2 separate regions of the Mus musculus genome follow, and region 1 is linked to region 2. A link is a contact called in public HiChIP or PLAC-seq data. All regions are on one chromosome and are shown on one strand. The core of a region is the stretch at or near the end of the contact, and the rest is flanking DNA. Distances in the headings are between cores, read along the strand shown.

The links. HiChIP or PLAC-seq counts read pairs in DNA pulled down with a chosen protein or histone mark.
Region 1: a BATF HiChIP or PLAC-seq map of CD8 T cells shows a contact between it and region 2, with 31 read pairs. The contact joins the promoter of Tnfsf4 here to the enhancer-like site in region 2. A contact is called at or near these places in 1 of 15 datasets of contacts at CTCF or cohesin (CD8 T cells), 12 of 484 Hi-C or Micro-C datasets (the BV-2 cell line, CD4 T cells, the G1E-ER4 cell line and 9 more), 4 of 115 datasets of contacts at active chromatin or transcription factors (CD8 T cells, bone marrow-derived dendritic cells, bone marrow-derived macrophages and 1 more) and 1 of 9 other capture datasets (pancreatic islet).

Annotation. Positions count from the first base shown.
Region 1 is chr1:161,392,963-161,397,023 of GRCm38.p6, forward strand. Tnfsf4 (tumor necrosis factor (ligand) superfamily, member 4) reads left to right here and starts at 2,476. Exons shown (of 3, transcript NM_009452.2): 1 at 2,476-2,781. The coding sequence starts at 2,620.
Region 2 is chr1:161,307,495-161,311,493 of GRCm38.p6, forward strand. No RefSeq gene overlaps it. Among named protein-coding and RNA genes, the nearest start is that of Prdx6, 58 kb to the left of the region's middle. Within about 2 kb of position 1,992, at least 27 of the 459 cell types and tissues checked have an H3K27ac peak or open chromatin away from gene starts, as enhancers often do. A contact at or near this core is called in CD8 T cells and memory CD8 T cells, where this site is marked.

The sequences.
Region 1 (4,061 bases), core at 1,226-3,725, 86 kb after region 2:
CACAGCAATGACTCAGGGCCAGCCCAGCTGCCTCTGCTTCCTTGGCCCGAGATAACAAATGCTCTACCGTTCCTACTGTATGTAAGGAAAAAGATCATTTCTCCAGAGATGCATGATGCTACAGATAAGGAAAGCTCGTGCTGCACACTGTTTGTGTTCATAGGTGTTTGTTATTTTTTGTCGTTTTGGCTCTCGCGGGGGAAGTGATTCAGTTCAGGAAAACCCTTGCCATGCCACCCACCATGAGGTTCTGAGTTTGAGCCGTAGCCAGTCCATGTAAAAGCTGGCTTCAGTGACGCATGCTTACAGCCCCAGCACTATGGAAGCTGAAACGGGAGGATTCTCGGGACTCATGCTTGCTGGTTTAGTAAAACTGCAAGTTCCTGCTTCACTGAGAGACATTTCCTCCAAACTAAGCTGGAAAGTAACTGAAGAAGACCTGATAGGTCCCTGATAGGGACCTCCAGCCACTACATGCACACACATCTTGCAGATACCCACATCCACCACACACAACTAGCCAGTCAGACTGTTCCCTGTGATTTCTCAACATGAATCTGCTTTATCCTTTTTTTTTTTCATATCTCTAGTTTGTATTAGAGTTTTGGGCTTTTACCTATTGTCTCTTTCAGTCTTTTTAAAAATTATTATTAATCATTGTATTCATTTACATTTCAAATGTTATCCCCCTTCCTTGTTTCCCCTCCAAACCCTCCATCCCATACCCCCTCCACCCACCCACCCACTCACTCCTGCCTCACCACTCTAGCATCCCCCTCCACTGGGGCATCGAGCCCCCCATAGGACCAACGGCCTCCCCTCCCACAGGAGCGCTGGGTGGTTTGGTTAGTAAAAGTGACTGGTTACAACTGTTACATATTATGCAAGTGGGAAGTTTACACTGATTTTTCTTCCCGCTCTCTTCACACCCTGCTTTGCTGAGGACATCATTGCTGCAGAGTAGCCTATGTGAAACTGAGTCCGACTCTTACTCGAAGACCCATACCTTAGCTCTCCCAATGGTCTCCAAATGCAACGCCTCCTTATTATAATGTAGGCATCAACTGGTTTAAATAGTTGACTACTGTGGCAAAGTACCTTCCTTGTCCTGCAACTCGATGTTCTTTTTAATATGCCTCATATCCGTGATATTCTTTAATTGTGGCACATTTGTGAGTTTCATGTACCTTCTTACACTTCTGGCTCTCAGAATATTTTTTTCTCTCACTTCCTTCTTTATCTGTTGACGGCTCCATGATAAACCATGAGACTTTCCCATAAAGTTGAGAGAGAATTATGTTCAGCATCCCTGTGCTACTTATATAGCATTGACTTCATAGTACATATTCAATAAACATTTTGCCATTTTGGACTTGACATTAAAACTTCACATTCATTTAGTTTCACTGTGCATGTCAGTGACAACGGCTAAGTGGTGAGCAGTTGGCTATTGGAAGAATCTATTTTTAAAGTTTTGTTTTGTTTTTAATGTAAGGGGTTTATGCCTGTGTGTGTGCACCACTTGCATGCTTGGTGCCTACGGAGGTTAGGAAAAAGGCATCAGGTCTTCCAGAATGAACAATTACGATGGTTTTGAGCCACCACGTAGAGGGAGAGAACTGAACCCCCGTCTTCTGGAGCAGCAGCCCTGCTCTTAACCACTGGGTCGTTTCTCCAACCCTGGGAAGATATGTTTACTTAGCAGGCTCTGAGTCCAGCCAACATTTCAAAGAGAGCAACAAGCCTCAAATGTTACTTGAATTACTCATGCAAAAGTTATGTGTGGGAAAAATATATAGGGGAGTGAAGGCGGAGGGTGGGGTGGGGAATGACAGAATTTTCTTCTGCTTCTTTTTTGATATTCTGAAAATTAATCATGTATTTGCTGAATTTCCCTGAAATGAGAAAGTATGACAGTTGCAAGAGCGTTTAACACAGTGTCTGACACATAGCAGTTGCTCAATAAATATTAGTTTATGTGGCTTAATGTGATGTATTATGTAACTATAAGACCCCTTCTTTATGTCTATATGCATAATCCACCTTTCTATTTTCCTCTTTGTCCTTTTCATCTCAAGGATAACCTGCATGCATTTGATTCTGAAACTGTAAAATGGGCCAGGAGATTAATTGCACAATAGAAGCAGGGATGTCTGGCAAGCATGTTCCTCAAATCTCTTCTATGGTTTAAGACATCTTGAGGGATTGGTAAGTAAGCTGCTTTAAAAAAAAAAAAAGGGTGATCTTTATCTATCATTACCGGTGCAATAAAAAACTTCAGAGCACACGTTTGTGAATGTCATTTCGAAGTCACTCAATTCATAACTGGGATGCCACAAAAACAACTCCCTGTTAGCCCGGAGGGAAAAAAAAAAAGAAAGAAAGTAAAGGGGAAATTCAGATTAGTCACATAGAAGTTCCCCCGCCTGCAAAACCTGCAGAGTTAAAACGAAGAGACTCTGCTCTGCTCCTTCAATTGCTTTTTGTCTCCTGTTCTGGGACCTTTATCTTCTGACCCGCAGGCTTGACTTTGCCCTTATTGGCTCCTTTGTGGTGAAGAGCAGTCTTCCCCCAGGTTCCCCGCCACAGCTGTATCTCCTCTGCACCCCGACTGCAGAGATGGAAGGGGAAGGGGTTCAACCCCTGGATGAGAATCTGGAAAACGGATCAAGGCCAAGATTCAAGTGGAAGAAGACGCTAAGGCTGGTGGTCTCTGGGATCAAGGGAGCAGGGATGCTTCTGTGCTTCATCTATGTCTGCCTGCAACTCTCTTCCTCTCCGGTAAGATGCACCAGTGGGCGCTGCTTTTCCTCCAGCTCTGGCTGAGCGCCAACTGCAACAGCTGCAGTCACCTGTAAAGGATCTAATGGTAAAACTGTTCAGTCCCTGCCCCTGCCACCAAGAGATTGTAAAGTGTGGTCAAATATCCTTTGGTGTCTCCTTTCCTTCCTATTTTAACAGTAGCAGTGCTAGGGTGGAGTAAAGGGCAGAGGGGCCCTGCTTCTAATGGTTTTTGTTTGTTTGTTTTGCAAGGCAAAATCCCTGATGTATCTTAATGAGCTGTCACCCTGAAGCTTTGGGCTACTGATATTTCTCTATCCATCCTGGTAGTAATGTGTCTGATCGGGGAATCAGTATAAAAGAAAGACAAATAACGGACCCGTTTTACTTCCCACCGCGTTCATGAGTCTGCAGATATTCAAGGGGATCTGGTTCTTAAATTTTTTTTTGAAGGTTTCAGGATTAAGTCCTTTCCTATCACCGACCTGCAGCAATGTGTGTGCACATTTGTTGGCTCAGCCGTTTACATCAATCACTTAATCTCATAGTTTTGTTTGCTCGTATGTTCTTTAAGTGTTCAACCGCAGGTCTCCCCAGAATTCCATGTTGGATCTGGCCTCATAATTCTTGTTTCCATAGTGGTTGCTTTATGTCAGCAAATCCATGGTGGATGACAGACAGAATGGAAGGTCTTTTTCATGGCCATATCAGAGACACAGCTACGTCAAATTAAACCAGGATACGACGAGCAGTCCGGGCAAAGGCCTGGGCATGTCTCTGTGTACAGGAAGTGCGGTTTTGATAACTAGAAGCTGTTGGGAGCGTATGTGTTCTCGAGGGCTGAACCTTGTACTGTGCTTGTCCCTTGGGCCGGCAAACTGGTGTGGGGCTCAAGCCTGCTTGGCCAATTAGAGCAGCAGCAGCCCGGTCCTCTTCTCTCCACTCCACATAGCTCTCTGTGTAGGGCGGTGGATGGAAATTTTGTAGGCACTTTGGGGGAGAAGGTGCTAGGGTAGAGTAATTTGTTCACGGTAGGATGTCTAAGACACAGACCGGAATCAGGCTTTTTAAAGAAAGCAAACAGAGTAACCAAAAATAGACCAGCTGCGAGCCTTGGATAGGTCTGGGAGTCTTGAGACTTTTCAAACAACCACAGGGCCGTGTGTTTCCTCACTCGGTGGGATGAGAAGGACCTAAGACCCCAGTCTAGGGTAACAAGGCACATAGAGTATCAGGCAGGGGCAGGAGAGAGCAAAAAGTGAAACACGGGGTGAGCCGCT
Region 2 (3,999 bases), core at 742-3,241:
TGTTTGTTAATCTGTTCCTCTCATCAGATTTCACTGCTTCCTAAGCTCTTATGAATGAAACTGTGCTGCTTCCTTCTCTGAAAACAGAATCCCTTTGAGCCTCTTCTGTAGTGCTGGCATGAACTACCTTGGTTTGTGCTTGCAGTAAACTGCTCTCTAAATATTTTATTGATACCCATAGATCTGTGGCACTCTACCCATGTCAGAGAAACTTCTTTTAGCAGTGGGCAGAAGTCGATTAGAGAATCACAAGTAGTAAAAAAATAAAAAATGCTAAGAAGAATTGATTGTGAGTGCTTAGCCCTGAAGGGACACTTAACACACACACACACACACACACACACACACACACACACACACACTGCCAAAGCTGTAGGATAGGAGTTGCTGTGAGATGCTTTCTGCTGGACATGACATGAGTCATGAAATGTCTTAGTCCGTGTTTGAAATGTTCTTACTTCTCCATCAGTGTTCAGTTTTCCTTTGGACAGCCTTCACATCTTGTAGTAGTCAGCCAACACAAAATAGATTCTGTGCATGTGCTTTATTATTTTCTGAGAGAGAGAGAGAGAGAGAGAGAGAGAGAGAGAGAGAGAGAGAGAGAGAGAGAGAGAGCACCGAGAGAGATATATATCATGAAGTTGGGTGGGTAGGGAGGGAGTTTGGGAGGAGTTGTGAGACATAATATAATCAAAACATACTGTATGAAAAATTTAAAAAATTAAAACTTAAAAAGATTTTCTGGATACAGTAATCTTGTTTGTAGTTATTTACTTTCTAGGTTTGAAATACATTATTCCTCTCTTTTCTTGTCTTCTAAGTCTGATGATTTGTTTGTTGTTGTAGGTGAATTGGTATTTTTTCCCCTTTACAGCTTTTTTTTTAAAAAGAGATTTATTTATTTATTTTCTGTATGTGAGTGCACTGTAGCTCTACGGATGGTTGTGAGCCTTCATGTGGTTGTTGGGAATTGAATTTCTAGGACCTCTGCTTGCTCAGGTCAACCCTGCTCGCTCCAGTCAGCCCCCGCTCCAGCCCAAAGATTTATTTATTATTATACATAAGTACACTGTAGCTGTCATCTGACATACCAGAAGAGGGCATCAGATCTCATTATGGGATTTGAACTCAGGACCTTTGGAAGAGCAGTCAATGCTCTTACTGAGCCATCTCGATAGCCTCCCTTTACAGCTTTTAATATTGCTCCTGTGCTTCTTGTTCTGACATCTTAACTATAACACATCATGGAGATGTTCTTCTCCAGTGATGTGTATTGCAGAGTTCTAAATACCCCTTGTGTTTTGAAATCCATTTTTCTCTTAAATTGAAAAAAAAATCTGTTTTATTGAATAGTTTAGTTATACCTTTAGTTTTTATACATTTCCTACTAACTGAGAATTTTTATAGTTGATCTCTTGATTGTATTTTGAACATTTTCATCATGTTTGTATACATGTATATGTATGTCTAGGAAATACTACATTCAAACATGAGTAAAGAAATGTGTGTGTGCGTGCATGTGTTTGTGTGTATTTCTGCATCTGTGTCTATGTGTGTGCCTGTCTGTGTGTATGTGTGCCTGAGTGTATGCATGTGTATGTGTGTACATGTGTACATTTGTGTCTGTATGTGTGCATGTGTGTATATGTATGTGTCTGGGTATATATGTGTGTCTGTGTCTATGTGTGTGCATCTGTGTGAGTGTCTGTCTGCATCTGTGTGTGTGTGTGTGTGTGTGTGTATTCTCTTCAGACAGTGTCTTGCTTTGTAGCCCAGGATGGTCTGAAACTCAAGTTTTGGCCTTTCCTCCACTGTTCTGGAATTACTACGTGGATTTATACTACACCCAGATAAGAAAGTTGTTTTTAAGGAAGTGAATGTTTTTGACATTCAAAACTGCTGTTTGGGGTTTTGATGTGGTTTGCAGTGGTGCCCTGGTATGATTTGCTGCTTTACTGTTGTGGTGTCTAAGACACAGAAAGTCAGAGTCAGTGCATGAAATGAATCGGACTTTTACTCAGTCTCCTGGCTGGGATGATTTCCTTTCTAAGGTCTGTTTTATATAAGCTACTCACCTTTTCACTTCCCTCTCGATGTTATCTGATACTGGTGTTCAGTTTTGTTATTGATTGACCACAAAAACCTGGTTCTTTCTTGTAATCATATTGAATCAGAAAGTCAAATACTGAAGTACTTCTGGAGAGATAATTCAGCGGTTAAGAACTCATGCCGCTCTTACAGAAGACCCGAGTTTGGTTCTTAGTACCATGCTCCATGGCTCATGACTGTAGCTCTGGCTTTAGGGAATTCAACAGCTTGCTATTCCTAGGGCACTCAAATTCATGTGCATATACTCATATGCACACAGATACATAGTTAGAAATAAAATAGTTCTTTAAAAAAAAAGTAAAAATTTAGGAATACTTAAACCTACAATCAGCAGTTATCACTGGGCAATAAAGAATGCCAAAATTAAAGCATGCTATGTTCTGCACATTAATTGCTCTAAGTATGGAAATAATAAATGAGATAAAGAAGGTAAGGAAAGAGGAAAAATGGAAGAAAAACGGGTTTAATGAACAAAAAGAAAAGGAACAACAACAACAACAACAACAACAACAACAACAAAACCCCAACATGGTGGGGAATAGAAAAGATCAAGAGGTCAGAAAAAAATTAAAAAAAGAAAACACAGAATCCCCCCAGTGCCAAGAAAAGACTGGGATCAAAATTAGACAAATGCCAGATAAGAAGTAAAATATAAATCATGAGTTGTAAGATCAAGATACAATTATAGTTAAGTATAGAGAGTATAAAGGAGAAAGGCAGTCTTAAAAGAAGAGAATAAGAGGTTGCACTCTAAATGAAGAATATTGTGGGGATAAAATTAAGTGACTATGCTATGTGTATGAAGGGGAATAAGAAATAAAATATAAACGTTTTTAAATACAATAAAGTAAAAATTCTACCAAACTTTTAGGGAAAGTTAAAAAAAAAAAGGATCATGAAGTGGAAAAACAAACACACACGAAGAAAAAAACGAAGAATGGGAAATAAAAAGATGGCGTGTTGTTTCAGGTCCTTGAAATCTGGAGTCTGGCTGTTACAGTCTCGGATGGGAGTGTAGTGGGTGGGCTGAGTGCATCCACACTTGTTTTCCCTGTAGTTTCTGCTGGAGTCGTCCCTTCTTTGGGTAAGTATCCACAATGGCCTCCCCAGCTGCCTTCACTTTAGTGGCTTTCCTGATTTGTGTACTTAGGGCCTGTGATGGCTACATTCAGTTCTTTACTTTGTGTGTCGGGCAGGTTCTCTTCCTTCTTATACTCCCCAGAGAAGAATTAATGAAAAATGTGTGAGACTATAGTTAAGTTAGTACGAAGATTAGAGTTTAAAAAACTCACACAATAGTATATTAAAACTTTGTTATTAGTGTCAATTATTAATTAAAATTTAATACTGACATTTAGGGATATGAAATGAAAATTTTTTTTATGTATATGAGTCTTTTTGCCTGTATATACACTCACAGAGGTCAGAAGAGGGTATTGGATCCCCTGGAATCTAACTGGAGTTACAGACAGTTGTTAACCATTATATGGGTGTTGGGGACTGAACTCCAGTCTTCTAGGAGAGCAGCATGTGCCCTTAACTACTAAGCCAATTCTCTAGCCCTGTTTTCTTTTGTTTTAGAGATAGGATTTTTGATTTGTAGCCAAAGCTGGTCTGAATTTCACTCTGTAGCCCAGGCTGGCCTTGACCCTTAGTAATCCTTTTGCCTCAGGCTCACTACTTCAGGGGATATAGTCACAAGACACCATCTTAGTCATTTTCCTGTTGCTTAGACATTTTTCTGTTTCCTGTTGATAAAATACTATAACCAATTTGGGGGAGTAAAGGGTTTATATTAATTTATACTTTACAGCCCATCATCAAGGGAAGTTACCCCAGAAGCTCAAGGCAAGAACCTGGACGCAAGAACCAAAGCAGAGACTACAGAGG